5 separate regions of the Mus musculus genome follow, and all the other regions are linked to region 1. Evidence: chromatin contacts called from public HiChIP or PLAC-seq and promoter capture Hi-C data. All regions are on one chromosome and are shown on one strand. The core of a region is the stretch at or near the end of the contact, and the rest is flanking DNA. Distances in the headings are between cores, read along the strand shown.

Region 1 (3,886 bases), core at 996-3,495:
TTCAGTTATGGTTTTGTGGCTGTCATTAAAGAGTCCTGTCTTTCCTGGCGATGGATGTGTACAGACATCCCTGGGTACCCTCAGAGATTGATTCCAGGACCCACGGCAGGCACCGAAATCAGTGGATGCTCAAGGCCCTCATGTATAATGGTGTGACAATGTACATAGGCTGCACCCCACCTTCTGCAGACTCTAATCACCCTGGAGGACTTCTATGACCTGACACAGCAGGGTGCTAGGTAACTATCACTTAAAAGATAACGACAAAAAATTATGTGTTCAGCATAGATAATGTTTGTTTACATAATTTTCCTTCTTGTTTAAAATTTGTTTTTTTTTAAATTCTGTATATATGTGTACACACACACACACACACACACACACACACACACACACACAAGAGCACATCCCACAGGCCTGTGGAGACAAGAAGATTCCCTGTAGCTAGAATTATACCTGGTGGTGAACAGCCTCATGAGGGCACTGGGAACTGAACTCTGGTCCTCTGGAAGAACAGTCACTGGGCCATCTCTCCAGCTGGTCTTCTTGATTGGTTGTTGGTTGAGTCTAAGGTTGCAGAACCCTTTGATAGAAAAGATCAACTATATGTGTATATTTGTATGGAACATGTTTGTATATAATACATATGGTCTGTGATAAACACTTAATAGTGTGCACATATACACTTATATCTAATATATACAAATACTTATATACAATAAACAGATTGCTATGCATAAAACTATATTCTTACATATAACTTGTTAAATATGTAAGTATGTAATATAATTTTCTATGTATCGAAATCAGCTTGCTCAACACCTACAATCTTTGCACCGGCTTCTCACTAACACCATCTTTACTCATTAGTGTGTTGTTGATACGTGGGGTGGGGGCAGGGGAGAGACAGCTCATGGCTCCCAACCACACCATCACACTGTGCCACTGGGTGGATGTGCTATAAGGAAGTAACCAGATCTCTAAGAGGACGTTTAGAGCATTGTCAGTGTTTCCTACAGTGACTGTCCCGGCCCACGTGTAAGTGTGCACACGCAAGAATAGAGATCCGCAGGGTGAGTTCCTGGAAGGGGCACTGCTGATCCAAAAGGAGCATGCATTTATAGTCCTAGGAAACACTGCCAAACTGGCCTTCTTAAAGCCTCTGCCAACTTACAGCCCTACCACAGCCATGAGCATCCCCCCCCCCCCCGTGCCCTACTGTCTGCTGTTGGCACACCTCATCTCTCAAACGCCCAGACCAGCACTTCTGCCACCACTGCCCTCATCTGTGTTATATATCGTTAGCTTAAAACGCTCTTCTGATCTTGTTCCCGAGGGAAAACCTTACCCACCCCACGAGCCCCAAACTAAGTGCCACTTCCTTTTTACTTCTTTCCCTGACTCCCTGAGCTCACAGGGTCCCTTTCATCTGGGATGCCACACCTGCTTGGGTATAATTCTTTTATAGAACTGACTGAGGTCCTGCCGTGCATCTGGAATGCCCTCCCATAACCATAAACCATATGCTCTTGTCTGGGTCTTGAGCAGGTTGCACTGCATCCTGACTGCCCGTCAGCATGGTGGTGCCTCCCAGCCTTTGCCCTTGAGGGTCTGGTTCTGTGGATCTCACCCCCACCTGTCTAGGCCTACCTTGTTGCTTCTCCCGGATCTGTCTATTCCAAGTCGTTTCTTGGAAGAGGCCTTTGCTGTCTACCTACTTTGCCTCAAGTCCATTTCTTACATCAGCATTTCTCTGTCTTCCTATCTACTCTCACAGGCTGAAGTAACCCTGTATGATTCAAGTGTGGATACATTGATTTTGTTTCCTGCCTCTTGTCTCTGCACAGCCATGAGCGCGTCTTCCTGAGATACGAACCCTGCTTTTCTTTAGCACTGTTTCCACCCAACCTGCACCACCCATCCAAGCGGTGCCTAGAAGGGCATTGACTCCCTCCATTGGTTCTACAGAAGAGGAACCTTGCGTTTCAAAAGGTGAGGTAGGTAGTTCAAGATCCCACAGCTACTAACAAACGCAGCTAGGATTGGAATCGCTCTGAACTTCCAAGCCAACCGCATAATTTCTACACCAGTCCTCTCTCGCCGCATTGCCACCTCCCACCATCCTCAAAGACTACTCTTCTCCAGCACTAGGGTCCCCGGCTGCACGTCAGAGGCCCTCCCCTGGAGGCTCGCCTGCTCTGGGGAGATGTCACCCTCCCCGCCCCCTGTCAGTCAGGCGGAGGGGGCGGCGCGGCCACCAGGGGGGAGTGCTGAGCTCAGAGCTGCCGCAGCGCCGGAGCAGGAGCCGGAGCGGAGCCGGAGCGCGCGAGTAGCATCCTTGGTGGCAGAGCACCCAAGGCCAGAGCACTGCTGCACTCCAGCTCAGGAAAGGTGACTCAAGAGCCTGACCACGGCAGGACACCACTGGCCCCGAGTCCATCCATACCCAGCGTAGCCCAGCCCCGCGCATCTGCTCGCAGTAGCAGCCGCTGCCGCCACCACAGCTCCATCCCCCAGCCCGGCCCCGAAACCCAGGTGAGGCTCCGGAAAGAGCACCGAACTGGGGATCCAGGGGGATCTGGGGTAAGATGAGGAGCGGGATGGAGACTGCCCTGGGAGAAACGTGGGCACAGAAAAGGAAAGCGCTAAGCGGGCGCGGGCAGGTGCACTGCAGGATGCGCGTCTGTCCTCTCTGATTGCTACAGTCTGGGTGGACGTGCGGACGTGCGTCCGTGCCCGTGTGCCGGAGTGTCCATGCGCTTCTAAACGCCCCGTGTTCTGTGTGTGTGCACGTGAGCATGTCCATGGTGTGTGTTTGTATGCAGACCGTGTGACTGTTGTGTGTACAGACAGGCCCCGGTGTTCGCGCCGAGCCTAGCTTCCGGTTCTGCGGGCCTGCAGGTTGCAGATCTCCGGATAACTGAGGTGCTGGCCCCTCCCCGCATCCCGGGGTTTCAAGGACGCTAGGACTCGCCGCAGCATAGCTCTGAGGCCTAGACCTGGGAAGTAGAGAGGGTAGGAGGGGGCTCCCGGCCCAGAAGCGCGCCAAGTCTGAGGAAGGGAGGGAGGGGGCACCAGGTCCCCTGGGAGGGCCCGAGTGAGGGTGCAGAGCCAGCGCCCCGGCACTTGTGTGTTCGCCCTCCCCAGGCCGCCAGGATGGACGTGTTCATGAAGGGCCTGTCCATGGCCAAGGAGGGCGTTGTGGCTGCAGCTGAGAAAACCAAGCAGGGGGTCACCGAGGCAGCAGAGAAGACCAAGGAAGGCGTCCTCTATGTCGGTGGGCAAGGGGCTGCAGGGCTGGGTATCTCCTGAGGGTACCAGAAAGGGTCCTCAGAGTGATTGAGGGGTCTGGGCATGAGAATATGAGTCAGCAGATGGGCGAGGTCAGTAGGGGTCACTGGGGACACAGCCAGTCCATGGAATTGGGAGGTGGGGATGGGATGGGAGCTGGTGGAGATGATGTTCAAATGAAAAACCAGGGACCAAGGTGTTGAGCTCTCCAGAGTTTCCTTTTTCTTACCCCGTCATCACTATTAATAGTGACCTGGTGGGGAACCTTTACCTGAGGCCAAGAGCAATGAAATGCTATAGCATCTAACATTCCTGGGCTAGTCTACAGATCAGCGACTCTGGGGCCCTCTGTTAACCACTCTGCCCAAGGTCACACAGCTGGTAAAGCCAGAAGCCCGGGTATAAATCCCGCTGGAAAGCCCCACTTTCCTGGTTATTGGCGGGCTCTCTCCAGCTACCAGCCCCCGCCCCCCCCCCCCACACACACACAGCCTGTGGTTTTACCTTGGCAGTCTCTCCAGTTCATCGTCCCAGCAGCTGCCAGCTGGTATCAGGACAAAGGTCGGGAGGTTAATATCTCTCACCCAAAGTGTGA
Region 2 (3,886 bases), core at 404-2,903, 460 kb before region 1:
GCAGAAAAAAGTTGAAATCATGGCAAGTTAAAAGCCAGCCTAAGCCGGGCGTGGTGGCGCACGCCTTTAATCCCAGCACTCGGGCGGCAGAGGCAGGAGGATTTCAGAGTTCGAGGCCAGCCTGGTTTACAGAGTGAGTTCCAGGACAGCCAGGGCTACACAGAGAAACCCTGTCTCGAAAAAACAAAACAAAAAAAAAAAAAAAAAAAAAAAAAGCCAGCCTAGTCTGGATAGCATGATCCTGTCTGAAGAGAAAAACTCATCCTTACATCACAAGACTATAAACACAAAGTTATTATGAGCACTTCACAAACAACGCAGACTTTTATAAAAATGGGCCTTTCTAGATTTTTTTTTTTTTTTTTTGGTTTTTCGAGACAGGGTTTCTCTGTGTAGCCCTGGCTGTCCTGGAACTCACTCTACACCAGGCTGGCCTAGAGCTCAGAAATCCACCTGCCTCTGCCTCATGAGTGCTGAATTAAAGGCGTGCACCACCACCGCCCGGCACTCTTTCTAGATTTTAACTGCACTATCAGAGAAAGTAAAATGACAAAAGCCAATTTTAACACTTCTGATAAATGTATATTGCGTACTAGATATATAACTAGTAAAAATAATAATCTAATGAATCCTTTCAACAAATCTTTATTTCAAACACTGATCTTAAACGTCATTGAAATGGTAGAATATTGTCATGTTCATATTACAAGTATACTTTGTAATAAAATGTAAGCAGAAGTCATTTGCCATGAATGAAATTTTTATAAAAATGTTGCCCTTTGTTAATACTTTAAGGTAGGCTGTGGTGACACATGCCTTTAATCCCAGCACTCGAGAGGCAGCAGGTTAATCTGAGTTCAAGGACAGCATGATCTACAGTGTGACTTCCAGGACAGCCAAGGATACAAGAGAAACTATCTAGAAACACCAAAATAATAATAATAATAAATAGTAATTTAAATGCTATACAAAGTAGCACTTCCCAGTAGCTTAAGTTATATGCCAGATTGTAGTCAAACCATAATATTAACTACTCTTCTTCTACTTATTTACTTTTATTTTTATGTTTAATCTTTTGGTTTTTTGAGTTTCTAGGTAACCATGGCTGTCCTGGAACTCACTCTGTAGACCAGACTGGCCTCAAATTCACAGAGATCTACTTACCTTTGTCTCCTGAGTGCTGGGATTGAAGGTATGTGCCACCAGTGCCTGGCATGATTTTTTTCTTATATATTGTAGTTTTCAATTTTTTTTCTAGGCATCATTTGAAATAATTACAGAAAATTAAACTCTATCCTTGTAACATCCAAACAAAACTTAGCAAAATAATAAATCTATACAAGCAAGTTACTCGTTGATGACTTAAAGTCAGGTAACTTTAGGACAATGGTACCTTGGTTATATGACTTCCCCTAAACAAATTAGTCTTTAGCCTACTGAATTACTGTTAAATTTATTGTTGAGACAGCATAGCCCTAGCTGGCACTGAACTCTTAAGAGACCCTCCTTCTTTTGCCCCACCAAGTGGTAGACTCATGCTGTGCACTATCTTCACCTGTTTATACAGAATGCCAGGGACTGAACTCACTACATTCTGCATGCTAGGCAAGCACTCTCTCTACTACAGATGTGTTTACTTTTCTCAATTATAAATCTAAGCAGGCCCAGTAGTACATGCCTAAGATTCCAACATTCTCTTGGGAGGCTGGGACAGGAGGTAAGTTCTAAGCCAGGCTGGGCAACATGAGGAAAGCAAAGCAAGTCATACAAAAGGGCTAGAACACACGGATAACGTAAATCATACAAAAGGGCTAGAACACACGGATAATGTAATTCATACAAAAGGGCTAGAACACACGGATAATGTAAATCATACAAAAGGGCTAGAACACACGGATAATGTAAATCATATATATATGAAAGAGCTAGAACACACGGATAATGTAAATCATATGAAAGGGCTAGAACACACTAGAGCCCAGAATCTTCACGTGTACATAATCTGCTACTTTGTGCTATTAAGTGGAAAGAAGACATAGTAAGGAAAGATGTTAACTAACCAGGCCCAGTACAGTACAGCAATTTCACTGGTACACTTTAAATTTTTTCACTACATGTTTATTCAAATATTAAGTTTGAAAGCTAGCACAATGGTTCAATGGATAGAAACCCTTACTGTTAAGCCTGACTACTTTAGTGCAATCCCTGGAACCCACAAAAAAGGAGGAGAAAACTCGCTCCAGAGTTGCTCCCTGCCTTCTACACGTGCACTGCAACAGCCATATATACCCACAAAAACGTTAAAGAATTTTTTTCTAATGGGTGTGGTGGTGCATGCCTTCATTCCCTCAATTGAGGCCAGGGTTACTAACAAACAACATCTCAAAAACAAGCAACAAATTGTGTGCGTGTGTGTGTGTGTGTGTTGGGGTCAGTGTGGGGGAGGAAGGGAAGACTGAGGGAGGGAGGGAGGGAGGGAGGGAGGGAGGGAGGGAGGAAGGAGAGGGGGAGAGATGAGACAGATACTACAGAGGATCACCAAAGTTACAAGCCAGTCTGATTGTAAGCTAGTACACAGTAAGCCCCTGTCTCAAGACAAGGAAAGAAATTTTAATTTGTGATAGCGATGTGACTGGGTTGTGACCAGGCCTGCTGAGCACGCATGACACCTGGCATGCTAAGCCAGTCTCACTGGGTATGGTGGTGCACACTACACTCCCTGAACTCTGAGGTAGAGGCAAGAATATCACAAGATCAAGACCATCCTCAATAAAACAGCCAATGAGAAGTCACACTGGAACACAAGAGACTTTCAAAAAGGAATAGAAAACAAAGGATAAGATCCAGTGTTATCCAAACTGAGCAGATGCTAGACTCAATATTGCACACTGCTGTATCACATAGTATAGATTTTTTAAAATCTATTTTTGCTGCTAATGGTAGCACAGAACTTTAATCTTAGTGCCCAAGAAGAAGACGTAAGGAGATTTCTGAGACCAGCATAGTATACATGAGTTCCATGCCAATCAAGACTACATAATGAGACCCTGTCTCAAAAAGTATACATAGCAAAAAAAAAAAAAAAAAAATTAATTTACCTGCATGTGTGTATGCAACATGTGTACAAGTGCCCACAGAGGCTAAATGAAGACATCAGCTCTCCTAGAACAGGGCTTACAGGTGGTTGTGTACAGCCAACACAGGAGTTTAGCAATAAAATTCAAGTTCTCAAACACTAAGCCATCTCTCCAGCCCCTAAATTGTTACACTTCTTTATGGTAATCAAAGCAGCTGTAAACCTATCGAGAATTATAAAAAGTTACCTTTGTCCTCACAATTCTGTCAGTTTATCCATAGATAATAATGTCATAGATAACAAAAAAACTGATACAGTACCTACCTATAAAGACTTCACTTACAGGTGAGTATAGAGGCTTGTACCTATAATCCTAGTATTTGAGAAGCCAAGACTGCAGGAGTTAGATAGGCTTGCCTATCTAAAAAACAAAGACTCTAATATCACCTCTACCAAAAAACTAGTATCAGAAGCTTAATTTTACCTGTTGTATAGTAACACTTTTACCTTAAAAGCTGTTTCCAAAATACTTTAAACCAGTTATGATAGGATACACCTGTAATCAATTCAGCAAGCTAAGGCAAAAGGATCTTTAGTTTAAGGTTAGCTTGAACTACATAGCCCTAGGTTCTTTTAAACAAAAATCACTTTAAGCACTGAATTCTATTACCCTTTAATTGTTCTGCAATATTTTATAGATCATGGCATAGAAATTATTATCTATATCAAATAATTATAAAAAAAATGTGGGGCTAGAGAGATGGCTCAGCGGTTGAGAGCACTGACTGCTTTTCCGAAGGTCTTGAGTTC
Region 3 (3,886 bases), core at 622-3,121, 420 kb before region 1:
CATAACAGTAGCAAAATTACAGTTATGAAGTAGCAATGGAAATAATTTTATGGTTGGGGTCACCATACCATAAATGAACTGTATTAAAGGGTTGCATGCAGCATTTGGAAGGTTGAGAACCTCTGTTCTAAAGCCTAATATATATGTATATGTGTGTGTGTGTGTGTGTGTGTATATATACATATACATATATATATCATACATAGATACATAGAATATATAAATATGTATACACACATATATACACACATATGCATATACATATGTGTATACACACACATATATGTGTATGTATACACATATATAAACACACACATAACTGTATATATGAGGGAAAGCAAAGGCTTCACCCCTCAGACCAGCCTTTCTACAACAGAGGTACAGACAGTCTCTCCCCCAACCTCTTGTGCAAGCATGTCTCTCCCCACGAAGAACTCTGCTCTGCCAGCTCAGCTGAAGCAGCTTAGCCTCCAGATGCTGGCAGACAGAGGCTGGAGCTGGACTGTGAGCCTAGGATCAGAAGCTGCTGCAGCCTGATTGGGAGCAACCCTGACCAGGTTCACATTCTGGCTGGGTAATCTTGGGCAGGCTGTCTGACTTGTCAGTTGGGAATTTGAATGGACTGTCCGTCACTGGGATGTGGTAAGAATTCTCAGTAGATCTCTGAGTCACCTAAAGATACTACTATGAGCCGGGCGTGGTAGTGCACGCCTTTAATCCCAGCACTCGGGAGGCAGAGGCAGGCAGATTTCTGAGTTCGAGGCCAGCCTGGTCTACAGAGTGAGTTCCAGGAGACAGCCAGGGCTACACAGAGAAACCCTGTCTCGAAAAACGAAAAAAAAAAAAAAAAGACACTAAAACAAACCATTTATTTAATTCTTTTAGGGGAGTGTGCACCAGTGTAGGTCAGAGGGCAGCTTTCAGGAGTCTGATCTGTCCCTCCAATGTGTGGGTTCCAGTGACTCAACTCAGATCATCAGATTTGGCGGTGAGCATCTTTACCTGATAAGCCAGCCCTCCTTTAGCTCCTGCTTATTAATTATTATTATTATTTTATGTGCATTGGTATGTCCGGGTAAGGGTATCAAATCTTTTTTTTTTTAATTTCTTTTCTTTTTTTTTTGGGGGGGGGTATCAAATCTTGGAGTTACAGACAATTGTGAGCTGCCATGTGGGTGCTGGGAATTGAACCCAGGTCCTCTGGAAGAGCACTCATTGCTTTTAGTCACTGTCTCCAGCCCCACTTAGTTTTTCTATTTTTGCTGACTCAGAGGAGCAGGGCCTCCCTGATGCACTGTCACCCCCATGTGACTAAGCACGGGAATTACATAGAGGAGTTCTCAGGGAGGGAAGGAGCCCTGGACTCCTTCACTGCAAGCCTGGGCTTCCTGGCCCTCGTCACTTCTCTGTCTGGCGTCTCCCGGGCTCCCAAACCCTGAGCTGTCAACGTCTGAGAAGAGAGTAGCTTGCTTCTGGGCTCAGGGCATTTGTTGTGCCTTTTAGGACTCTAGAATGTAGTGGCTCCTTCGTACGCTTTCAAGGCCCCTTATAAAAACTAGGTTTGGCTCGGCCTTAGCGCCATCTTCTTTGAAACTCCTGCGCCACGAGAGGGAAGTGGCGGAAGAAGAGAATGCGAATGAATGCGCAGGCTGAGGCGCAAGAGAAGAGAAGAAAGAAGAGGCAGAGGTCCAAGTAAATTAGCTTGTGCACCCACGAAGCCTGCAGGAGCAGAGAGGTAAGGGATGCCGAAGGCCAGGACACCGGAACAAGTTGTTGATCTGTATGCTGCTGTCGGTAGTAAGTCTCAGTGGACCTGGAACGTGATCTGGCCGAGATCACCTGGGAAAATGACTGCCTTTCTTATAACCCAAACAGTCCGGCTGGCTCTCTGCCCTGGACCTTTGGCATTCTGGACTAGGTCTGTTCTCACTTGTGGCCAAGTGTAACTCGTGTACAATAGATACTCTTGCTGTCAGCTGAAGAATCATAAATAAATAAATAAATAAATAAATAAATAAATAAATAAGAAAGGAAAAACAAAACAAAACAAAAAAACTAGGTCTGGAGGTGCAAGCCTGTAAGCTTGGTGGTGGAAAGTGAAGAGACTCCGAAGTTCAAGGTCAGCTAGGTGTGGGGGTGCACACTTTCTGGCATTTGGGAGGCGGGGTCAGGCCTATCTCTGTGGTTTGAGGCCAGGGGGGACTACATAGTAGGACTAACTCAAATAGAAGTTCCAGGTTATTCTTGGTTACATTGTGACTTTAGGGGCAACCTGGGCTATAAGAGAGTCTATCTTAAAAACAAATTGACTGGGCTGGTGAGATGGCTCAGTGGGTAAGAGCACCCGACTGCTCTTCCGAAGGTCCTGAGTTCAAATCCCAGCAACCACATGGTGGCTCACAACCATCCCTAACGAGATCTGACTCCCTCTTCTGGTGTGTCTGAAGACAGCTACAGTATACTTACATATAATAATAAATAAATCTTAAAAAAAAAAAACAAATTGACAAGAGTCACCACTTTTAATCCCAGCATTCAGGGAGGACAGAGGCTGGAGGATCTCAGTGAGTTTCAGGACAGCCTGGTTTACAAAGAGAGTTACAGGACAGCCAGGGCTCAGGAAAAAGAAAAAAAAAAAAGCAAAACAAACAGAACAAAACAAAACAAAACAAACAAACAAACAAACACCCTGGCAAATGGGAAAGGAAACGCTGCTTGCATTGGGCGCCTTTGACTGGACTTAGGTGACTTGGCAAAGCCTCGGCTTCCTCCTTCCTTATCCGAGCTCTCCCGAGCAAGTGCAGCTACTGCAACAGCGTTCCTATGCTGCTGACGCCAGTGCCGTCCTGGGCGGGATGGGTACCCGTTCCATCCACCTTACAGATACTACTAGGCAGGTTATTATGATGATCATGTTAATCCTCTTTGTCAACTGTTGTATGACAAAGCTTTTCCTGGGGAGATGTCTTAGTTAGGGTTTTGCTGCGGTGAACAGACACCATGACCAAGGCAACTCTTTTTTTTTTTTTTTTTTTTTTTTTTTTTTGGTTTTTCGAGACAGGGTTTCTCTGTAGCCCTGGCTGTCCCAGCACTCGGAAGGCAGAGACAGGCGAATTTCTGAGTTCGAGGCCAGCCTGGCAGCCTGGTCTACAAAGTGAGTTCCAGGACAGCCAGGGCTATACAGAGAAACCCTGTCTCGAAAAAACCAAACCAAACCAAACCAAACCAAACCAAACCAAACCAAACCAAACCAAGGAAACATGATCTCGCCTGCATAGTGGAATGTTTCAATCCTAGAGGAAACTTTCACAACATCAACTTGACTCCATGGAAATGCATCTATAGGCCTGTCTACAGAGCTGTTCCTAGAAAGATGGAGAGTGAGAAACACCAGAGTTCATCTTCTGATGCTTTCTGGTTGTGGGTGCCACATGACCACTCTCCTGCCGCCATGCTGTCTCGGACTGTACCCTCCCACCATGAGCCTGAACAAACCATTCCTTCCCTACTTGCTTGCTTCTGTCACAGCAGTGAGAAACTGGTATGCCCCCATCTTGCAGGAGAGAATGCTGAGTCACACAGGGTGACAGAGCCCTGCCTATAACTGGTAGGCCTGGGTATAACTGGCTGTTCTTATAACTGGGATGGTGGGAGGGCACAGAGACCTTGGCTCAAAGCTCACCTCTTCCTCTGGTAGCTAGCTCCCCAACTTTGCATCTAAGCTTCCTCCTCCGTGAAGTAGGTTGGCAGGTCTCACAGCTCAGCTTCCTACCAGAAGCTGGGAAGTTGGATGTTGGAGGGGTAGGCCTGAAATGTATCCAGAGCTGGCATAACACACACAAGTAAGAAGAGTTCCCCTGGGCTGAAGAGTACCGACTGCTCTTCC
Region 4 (3,886 bases), core at 914-3,413, 300 kb before region 1:
TATGCCATGTTAGATCATAAGTCATTTTTACCAGACAATATTTGAAAGCTTCATGCACATTTTACTTATCTTGGTGTTCTTAAGTTCCATAGTTGAGGATTATGGTCTTTGAGAGGATTGTGCTGTCCTGGCTGTGTGTTTCTTGCATTTCATTGTCGGGACTTATGTGTGTGTTGGCCCGGCAAGCTCTTCGGGGTTATGGAGATGGATCTTCTTACTTAGCAGCCCAGTCTTGAAAGTGTGCACTCGGGAGGAGACACTGCTATAGCAGCAAGAATATCAAACTGTATTAGATAGAAATGCACAAAATCAATTACAGCTCGTTAATATATAGTCACCAATAACCATATAACTGAAAGTACCATTCTGCTGTAGAATGTGGTATGAAGTTAAGCACTCTTTAAAGAAGGTGTGGAAATAGCAAATGAGTGAGAGAAAAGGAGACTGGAGAAGGGGAGGAAAGTGGGGGGCAAAGTCAAATAGATGAAAAGAAGAAGAAACGAAGTAAGAAGGGGCTAGAGAGATAGCTCAGCAGTTAAGAGTCCTGACTGCTCTTCCAGAGGTCCTGAGTTCATTCCCAGCAACCACATGGTGGCTCACAACCATCTGTAATGGGCATTTGATGCCCTCTTCTGGTGTGTCTGAAGACAGTGGCACTGTACTCATATACATAAAATGAATAAATTATAAAAAGGAATAGAAATAGAAAAAAATTGGGGGGAAGGGGAGAGACAAGAGCTGGAAAGTAAGAAAGCATCACTAAACAGAAAAGTTCAAGAGCAAAATTTAATAAATGTAGGATGGGGAATAAAAGCATAAAAATATAAGAGCATTAAAAAGTCAGTAAGATAAACTCAAGACATAAAGAGGGGGAAAGAAGGAATCATTGGGGGAAAGAGTGAAAACAAAGCTGAGCCCTGCTGGTGCAGATCTTTAATCCCAGCTCTTCCCAGGAGGCCGGCCTGCTCTAATAGAATGAGTTCACCGTAGTTAGAGCTGCACAATGAGCGCTTGTCTTTTTTTTTTTTTTTCTTTTTGATTTTTCAAGACAGGGTTTCTCTGTGTAGCCCTGGCTGTCCTGGAACTCACTCTGTAAACCAGGCTGGCCTCGAACTCAGAAATTCTCTGCCTCCCAAGTGCTGGGATCAAAGGCGTGCGCCACCACACCCAGCTTTTTTTTTTTTTTTTTAACTAAGTCTTTTTTTCTTAATCTTTTAAAGACCATTTTATTTTATCTATAGGTGTACACTGTTGCTGTCTTCAGATACCCCAGAAATGGGAATTGGATCCTATTACAGATGGTTGTGAGCCACCATGTGGTTGCTGGGATTTGAACTCAGGACCTCGGGAAGAGCAGTCAGTGTTCTTAACCGCTAAGCCTGTCTTAAGAAAAGAAACTAGGGAAAAGGTTTTCCCTAAACGGAAAAAAAAAAAAAAAAGGTAAACAAAATTAGATAAATGTTTGAAGAGAAATAACAAGTAAAAACATTTAAAAATATCTACAATATCTTCTACCCATTCCACCCCCCACACCTCCAAAAAAAAATACTTTATTAGGGTGACAGAATCAGAAGGATTTTGGTGAGTTTGAGTCCAGCCTGGTCTACATAGTGAGTTTTAGGACATCTAGGCCTACATAGAGAGATCCTATCTCAAAAAGCAAAATAAAACAAGAAAAATCCTGGATAATAGGGCTAAAGGTGCTTGTTCCCCAAGCTTGATGACCTGATCTGCTCCCCAGACGATGTGGTGGAAAGAGAGTTCTAACTTGAAAAAAATTGTCCTCTGATCTCTATGCCTTTGCATGTACACATGCACACAAGTAATACAAATGAGAAACGTAAAGTCCCTTTAAACATGTAGGGGAGAAAAGTCACACCTAAGCACAGAACAACATAACTACAGAGAGAGGGAAAGGTGAGCTGTTGCCGAAGCTTCTTTCTGGGTCCTTGAATAATGCCTGTGGAGTCAGGAGGAGGGTTGGTTGGACTGTGAACTGTTGGTGTGGCTTTCCTTTGGTTCATGTTGTTACAGAGTCTGTATTGCTATCTTCCAGAGCGCTCTTCACAACCATTTTCTTTCTTTGCATGTCAGGGTTTGTTAGATACACTTAGCTTTGCATTCTGTGGGCTGGACAGAGTTTCACATCCTCTTTAGCCTGCCTATATTGTATCTTCTTGAGTGGCTGTTTATCTAAGGAGTGCCTCCCGAGTGGGTTGGAAGTGTGGAAATCATATCAGCACTGAGATTGGTACAGGCAAAAGGCCTGCCTTGGTATTTTCAAGGCCCCCTGTATATTAATCACCCTACTGGAGAGATGCCTTTTTGTCTCTCATTACACCCCAGGTACTTGAGAGTTCTTGGGCTTAACAGTAATGAATTTAGGTAGGTGATTGTAAAGTTTGATCTGCTTACTGGCCTAAGGCTCAGAGCTATTAAACTCCAGCATAGCTCTTGTTGATGAGATCTGTTCCCGACCACTGAGCATGGATGGGTTGTCTTTCCTTAAACATGATCCAATCTAAGCCAGTCTCATGTTGCCTGTACCCTTTGGCTAGAGTCCAGCCCTGCTGCTGTCCACAACTGCTTTTAAGAGGCTTCCCTGACTAAAGATTAGTGGCAGATCATATTGAGGCATCCTATCTTGTAGATGTTCCATACCTCAGACCCCAGTGTAGTTCTGTCTTTTGTTTTTTAAATTTTTATTTATTTTTATGTGTATGGGTATTGTAGCTGCATGTAAATTTGTGTCTGGTACCCTTGGATGTCAGAAGAACACATCAGATTCCCAGACATTTGCAGCTGCCATGTGGGTGCTGAGGATTGAACCGGGTTCTTAGGAGGAACATCAGTGCTCTTAACCATTGAGCCACCTCTCCAGACTCAGTTTTTAACAATAGAATCCCCCTGACCTCCAAAATGGTGCCTGGCCATTGCATTCTAAGCCATATGGTATAACACAAATGAGATTTGTCTCTACTATAGATCTGTCTACTGGAGTAATCACTGCCTCATGGAAATCTCAAACTGGATTTGAGGCTTGTAAGGACTGGGACTTATCCTAGGGGTAGACCTGCCTTGCTTTTATCTGGCTTGCATTTTGAAGTGGCTGCTGAGTTTCTTCTGTGTGCTGAGGACCTGTGTAGCTAATGTGCTCAGCTTGATGTGTGTGTGGTGCCTTTGTTCTTGCTCTACTCCAGTATGCTTTCACTTCCTGTTAGATTTTCAAAGCTTTTCCCTCTATCTTTTTTGGCAGTCTGATTTTCCTTATTCTGATGGTCTCCTTTACTGGCTCCCACGAGGCAGCCATATTACCGTCTGCTTATGCACTTACTGTGTAATTACTATGTGCATTTCCAAATCTTCTTTCTTTTTTTTTAATGATTTCTTTATTTTTATTTTATATGCATTGGTATTTATATGCATCAGATCCCCACAAGCTGGTATTACAGATAGTTGTGAGCTGCACTACAGATAGAGTGATTACTGGAAATTGAACTCAGGTCCTTTTGAAGAGCAACCAATGCTCGTAACTGCTGAGCTATCTCTCCAGCCTTGTAAATCTTACTTCTTAAGCTTGTGTATTATTCAGGCCACAGAAATTCTGTACCACCTTTACTCAATACTCTTACCATTGTGTCTGGTTAGTCTTATCCGATACTATATTTGCATATTTCTTTCATTTTTTAAAAAAAGATTTATTATATGTAAGTACACTGTAGCTGTCTTCAGACACCCCAGAAGAGAGCATCAGATCTCATTACAGATGGTTGTGAGCCACCATGTGGTTGCTGGGATTTGAACTCAGGACCTTCAGAAGAGCAGTCAGTGCTCCTAACTGCTGAGCCATCTCTCCAGCCTACTTTTTTCATTCTTGATTAGTTGG
Region 5 (3,886 bases), core at 459-2,958, 270 kb before region 1:
CCTCCCGACTTATTATATATTATTTATTTATATAGCAGTCTGCTACATGTATGCCTGAAGACCAGAAGAGGGCACCAGATCTTATTAAAGAAGGTTGTGAGCCATCATGTGTTTGTTGGGAATTGAACTCAGGACCTCTAGAGGAGCAGCCAGTGCTCTTAACCTCTTAGCCTTCTCTCCAGCCGTTTTTTTGTTTCTTGTTCTCTCTCTCTCTCTTTTTTGGGACCTAGAGCTTGCTGATTAAAACAGACTGGCTGGCCAGCAGTCCTCAGAGATCCTCTTGTCTCTGTCTCTCCATCACTGGGACAAAAGCCACCCTGTCCTGTTTTTTACCCAGGGATCAAGCTGAGGTCCTTAGGCTTGTGTGCCAAATACTTAACTGCAACCTAATAGATATTTATTTATTCAATAGCTGGTGTAACCCAGATTGTGCACACTAAAGATTCAAGTAATGCACAGGATAGGTTGTTTCATACTCCAGTAACTTTCTAAATATTCTCTGTGGTGTGTTAAGTGTAAGGAAGGCATACTTTGAAGAGAAATGTTTACTTTTTGTTTGCCAAAGACTAGAAAACACTTGATTAAATAACCTATAAGATCATTAAGAGGGATTATGATTCCATAAGCAGATATCTTTGATGCGAGACAGATACTTCTATCGCCTGTATGCCCGCAGTAGAAGTGGGAGGTGGTCCTAGTGGAGTAGACGGGCCAGCTGTGCTTGCTGTCCTACTCTTCCTCACTTAGGAAGTGCAGCACTGAGAAGTTTGTAAGGCCTGGGGCTTATGTAGGACTCACCTGTAGCTACCATCACTGCGTTTCCTACAGTACTTCATTGGATCTGTGGTACACCAGACAGAATTTTGGTAGAGGATGTATATGTTCCTTGACTGACTGATGTTTAGGTAGAACACAGAAACCTTCCTTGGAGTGAACTAGACTTTTATATCTCATGAATTAGCAACAGAGAGGGAACATCTTGTGGCTGGCAGTTTTGGTCACTTGTATTATTTTCAATATTAGAAAGGTTGTGGTTTCCCAGTCAGTGAACTTCTTCCTCACAGAATAGGTTTAAATTTTTTTGTTGTTTTGTTTTTTTGTTTTTCAAGACAGGGTTTCTCTGTGTAGCCCTGGTGTCTTGGAACTCACTCTGTAGACCAGGCTGGCCTCGAACTCAGAAATCCGTCTGCCTCTGCCTCCCGAGTGCTGGGATTAAAGGCGTGTGCCACCACGCCCGGAAAATTGTTTCTTCTTAATAAATTTTGTCTTCTATATCCTGAGTCTATTGCCAGCTAACATTTTTTTCTTTTAATGGTGAAGTGTTGACTCGGAGACGAAGAGAGGCCAAGAACAAGAGTGACGGTCGGACAGCTGCACAGCCGGCTCTGGATGCCAACAGGTAGGCGGGCACACTCTGTTCCTTATCTGACACAGCAGCACCTGCACCAGGTGAAGCCACTAGTGCCTGTCCCCTGTATTTCTCTGGTTGTCCGTCCTGCCATCATTGTTTGAAAGCCTGAATTTCTTTTTCTTATAATTTCAGTGTAGACCACTCATCTGTTTTTTCAGTTAAAAATGATCCTGCTTCTGCATTGTTCTAAGGCTTCTGTTTTCTTTGAATTTATAAATGGGTGTTTGGTGCTTTGGGGAAGCAGTGAGCATTTTGCAATGTCATAATATAGCAGTTGAGTTGCAGGATGTTGAGCAATATAGAAGACTTCCTTGGGATGTGGCTTGTAGCTTGACTAAGAGCACATTCTGAGGAAGAGGTCAGGTGTAGATGTGGCCTCCTGAAAACAGAGCCGTTTCCACAGGACATTAGAATAGTGAGTTGTTAGGCAGAAATTTTTGTTTGCGGTTTTTTTTCTTCATTAAAACTTTATTTTCCACTTATCAGTGAGTACATATTGTGAGAGTTCCTTTGTGATTGGGTTACCTCACTCAGGATGATGCCCTCCAGGTCCATCCATTTGCCTAGGAATTTTATAAATTCATTCTTTTTAATAGCTGAGTAGTACTCCATTGTGTAAATGTACCACATTTTCTGTATCCATTCCTCTGTTGAGGGGCATCTGGGTTCTTTCCAGCTTCTGGCTATTATAAATAAGGCTGCTATGAACATAGTGGAGCATGTGTCCTTCTTACCGGTTGGGGCATCTTCTGGATATATGCCCAGAAGAGGTATTGCTGGATCTTCCGGTAGTACTATGTCCAATTTTCTGAGGAACCGCCAGAATGATTTCCAGAGTGGTTGTACAAGCTTGCAATCCCACCAACAATGGAGGAGCGTTCCTCTTTCTCCACATCCTCGCCAAAACTGCATGGTACTGGTATAGCGACAGACAAGTAGACCAATGGAACAGAATTGAAGACCCAGAGATGAACCCACACACCTATGGTCACTTGATCTTTGACAAGGGAGCTAAAACCATCCAGTGGAAAAAAGACAGCATTTTCAACAAATGGTGCTGGCACAACTGGCTGTTATCATGTAGAAGATTGCGAATTGATCCATTACTATCTCCTTGTACTAAGGTCAAATCTAAGTGGATTAAGGAACTCCACATAAAACCAGAGACACTGAAACTTACAGAGGAGAAAGTAGGGAAAAGCCTCGAAGATATGGGTACAGGGGAAAAATTCCTGAATAGAACAGCAATGGCTTGTGCTGTAAGATCGAGAATCGATAAATGGGACCTCATAAAATTATAAAGCTTCTGCAAGGCAAAAGACATCGTCAATAAGACAAAAAGACCACCAACAGATTGGGAAAGGATCTTTACCTATCCCAAATCGGACAGGGGACTAATATCCAATATATATAAAGAACTCAAGAAGGTAGACTCCATAAAATCAAATAACGCCATTAAAAAATGGGGCTCAGAACTGAACAAAGATTTCTCACCCGAGGAATACCGAATGGCAGAGAAGCACCTGAAAAAATGTTCAACATCCTTAATCATCAGGGAAATGCAAATCAAAACAACCCTGAGATTCCACCTCACTCTTGTCTCTAGCTGCATATGTATCAAAAGATGGCCTAGTCGGCCATCACTGCAAAGAGAGGCCCATTGGACACGCAAACTTTATATGCCCCAGTACAGGGGAAACGCCAGGGCCAAAAAGGGGGAGTGGGTGGGTATGGGGGACTTTTGGTATAGCATTGGAAATGTAAATGAGCTAAATACCTAATAAAAAATGGAAAAGAAACCTTTATTTTCATTAAAATATAATTACACAATTTTTCCCTTTCCCTCCTCTCAGTCCCTCCCATGTCTCTGTCTCACTCCTTCTCAAAAGTAAGTCTTTTCTTTGATTATTACAGTTATGTGTGCATACACACGCGCACAAATGCAACCTGCTGAGTGTGTTTACTGTTACTTGTATATATGATTTCTGGACTGACCACTGGTATTGGATATCAGTTAGGGGGCTTATCCCTGGGAGACTAGTTCTCAGTGGTCGTTACTTGGTTAAGTTCTTTGTCTAGGGGTGTAGGCCCTGTGGCATTTCTCCCTTACCAGGTAAACATGTCTGTTGGTGGTGTCATGTTGTTGCGATCATGATACACCTATGGGTGTAGCTTTTAGAAGACACATTCTCATAGCAGACTTTTTTTTTGTCTCTTAAAATATTTGTCATCCCTCTAGCGTGGTATTTCCTGAGCCTAAGAAGTTCAGTTTTAGTGTAGATCCTTTGGGGTTGGGCTCCCACAGTCTGTTGTTGTCTGTATTTTGAATAGTTGTGATTTTCTGTAATGATTTAAAATTTAAAAACTAGTATGTGAAAAATTTAAGCCTGTATGTATTAATGGAGTTCCATATAATGTTTGATTCATGTATACACTGTGTAATGTTTAAATCAGTTTAAACGTCTATTCTTCATT

What was found. Promoter capture Hi-C pulls out the DNA fragments that hold promoters and counts their contacts. HiChIP or PLAC-seq counts read pairs in DNA pulled down with a chosen protein or histone mark.
Region 2: a contact with region 1 is called in an H3K4me3 HiChIP or PLAC-seq map of embryonic forebrain, with 4 times the contacts expected there. The contact joins the enhancer-like site here to the promoter of Sncb in region 1. A contact is called at or near these places in 1 of 39 promoter capture datasets (the C10 cell line), 10 of 115 datasets of contacts at active chromatin or transcription factors (astrocytes, cardiomyocytes, embryonic basal ganglia and 7 more) and 1 of 9 other capture datasets (adipose tissue).
Region 3: a promoter capture Hi-C map of hippocampal neurons shows a contact between it and region 1, with 7 times the contacts expected there. The contact joins the enhancer-like site here to the promoter of Sncb in region 1. A contact is called at or near these places in 8 of 39 promoter capture datasets (the 3T3-L1 cell line, the C10 cell line, the HPC-7 cell line and 4 more), 2 of 15 datasets of contacts at CTCF or cohesin (embryonic stem cells and large pre-B cells), 3 of 484 Hi-C or Micro-C datasets (bone marrow-derived macrophages and embryonic stem cells) and 11 of 115 datasets of contacts at active chromatin or transcription factors (craniofacial prominence, embryonic basal ganglia, embryonic forebrain and 7 more).
Region 4: a contact with region 1 is called in an H3K4me3 HiChIP or PLAC-seq map of embryonic basal ganglia, with 4 times the contacts expected there. The contact joins the enhancer-like site here to the promoter of Sncb in region 1. A contact is called at or near these places in 14 of 39 promoter capture datasets (the 3T3-L1 cell line, 3T3-L1-derived adipocytes, the C10 cell line and 7 more), 1 of 484 Hi-C or Micro-C datasets (bone marrow-derived macrophages), 14 of 115 datasets of contacts at active chromatin or transcription factors (VIP interneurons, astrocytes, embryonic basal ganglia and 9 more) and 2 of 9 other capture datasets (adipose tissue and liver).
Region 5: an H3K27ac HiChIP or PLAC-seq map of acute myeloid leukemia shows a contact between it and region 1, with 2.5 times the contacts expected there. The contact joins the enhancer-like site here to the promoter of Sncb in region 1. A contact is called at or near these places in 4 of 39 promoter capture datasets (the 3T3-L1 cell line, the C10 cell line, embryonic stem cells and 1 more), 9 of 115 datasets of contacts at active chromatin or transcription factors (VIP interneurons, acute myeloid leukemia, craniofacial prominence and 5 more) and 2 of 9 other capture datasets (adipose tissue and liver).

The regions. Positions count from the first base shown.
Region 1 is chr13:54,764,954-54,768,839 of GRCm38.p6, reverse strand. Sncb (synuclein, beta) reads left to right here and starts at 2,245. Exons shown (of 6, transcript NM_033610.3): 1 at 2,245-2,535; 2 at 3,148-3,277. The coding sequence starts at 3,157.
Region 2 is chr13:55,222,323-55,226,208 of GRCm38.p6, reverse strand. The region is part of intron 2 of Nsd1 (nuclear receptor-binding SET-domain protein 1); the gene reads right to left. Among named protein-coding and RNA genes, the nearest start is that of Nsd1, 14 kb to the right of the region's middle. Within about 2 kb of position 1,653, at least 4 of the 459 cell types and tissues checked have an H3K27ac peak or open chromatin away from gene starts, as enhancers often do.
Region 3 is chr13:55,180,241-55,184,126 of GRCm38.p6, reverse strand. No RefSeq gene overlaps it. Among named protein-coding and RNA genes, the nearest start is that of Nsd1, 28 kb to the left of the region's middle. Within about 2 kb of position 1,871, at least 309 of the 459 cell types and tissues checked have an H3K27ac peak or open chromatin away from gene starts, as enhancers often do. A contact at or near this core is called in bone marrow-derived macrophages, craniofacial prominence, embryonic basal ganglia and 7 more, where this site is marked.
Region 4 is chr13:55,061,763-55,065,648 of GRCm38.p6, reverse strand. The region is part of intron 7 of Uimc1 (ubiquitin interaction motif containing 1); the gene reads left to right. Among named protein-coding and RNA genes, the nearest start is that of Uimc1, 37 kb to the left of the region's middle. Within about 2 kb of position 2,163, at least 21 of the 459 cell types and tissues checked have an H3K27ac peak or open chromatin away from gene starts, as enhancers often do. A contact at or near this core is called in bone marrow-derived macrophages, where this site is marked.
Region 5 is chr13:55,038,058-55,041,943 of GRCm38.p6, reverse strand. It overlaps Uimc1 (ubiquitin interaction motif containing 1), which reads left to right. Exons shown (of 15, transcript NM_011307.3): 11 at 1,321-1,399. Among named protein-coding and RNA genes, the nearest start is that of Hk3, 19 kb to the right of the region's middle. Within about 2 kb of position 1,708, at least 55 of the 459 cell types and tissues checked have an H3K27ac peak or open chromatin away from gene starts, as enhancers often do. A contact at or near this core is called in acute myeloid leukemia and adipose tissue, where this site is marked.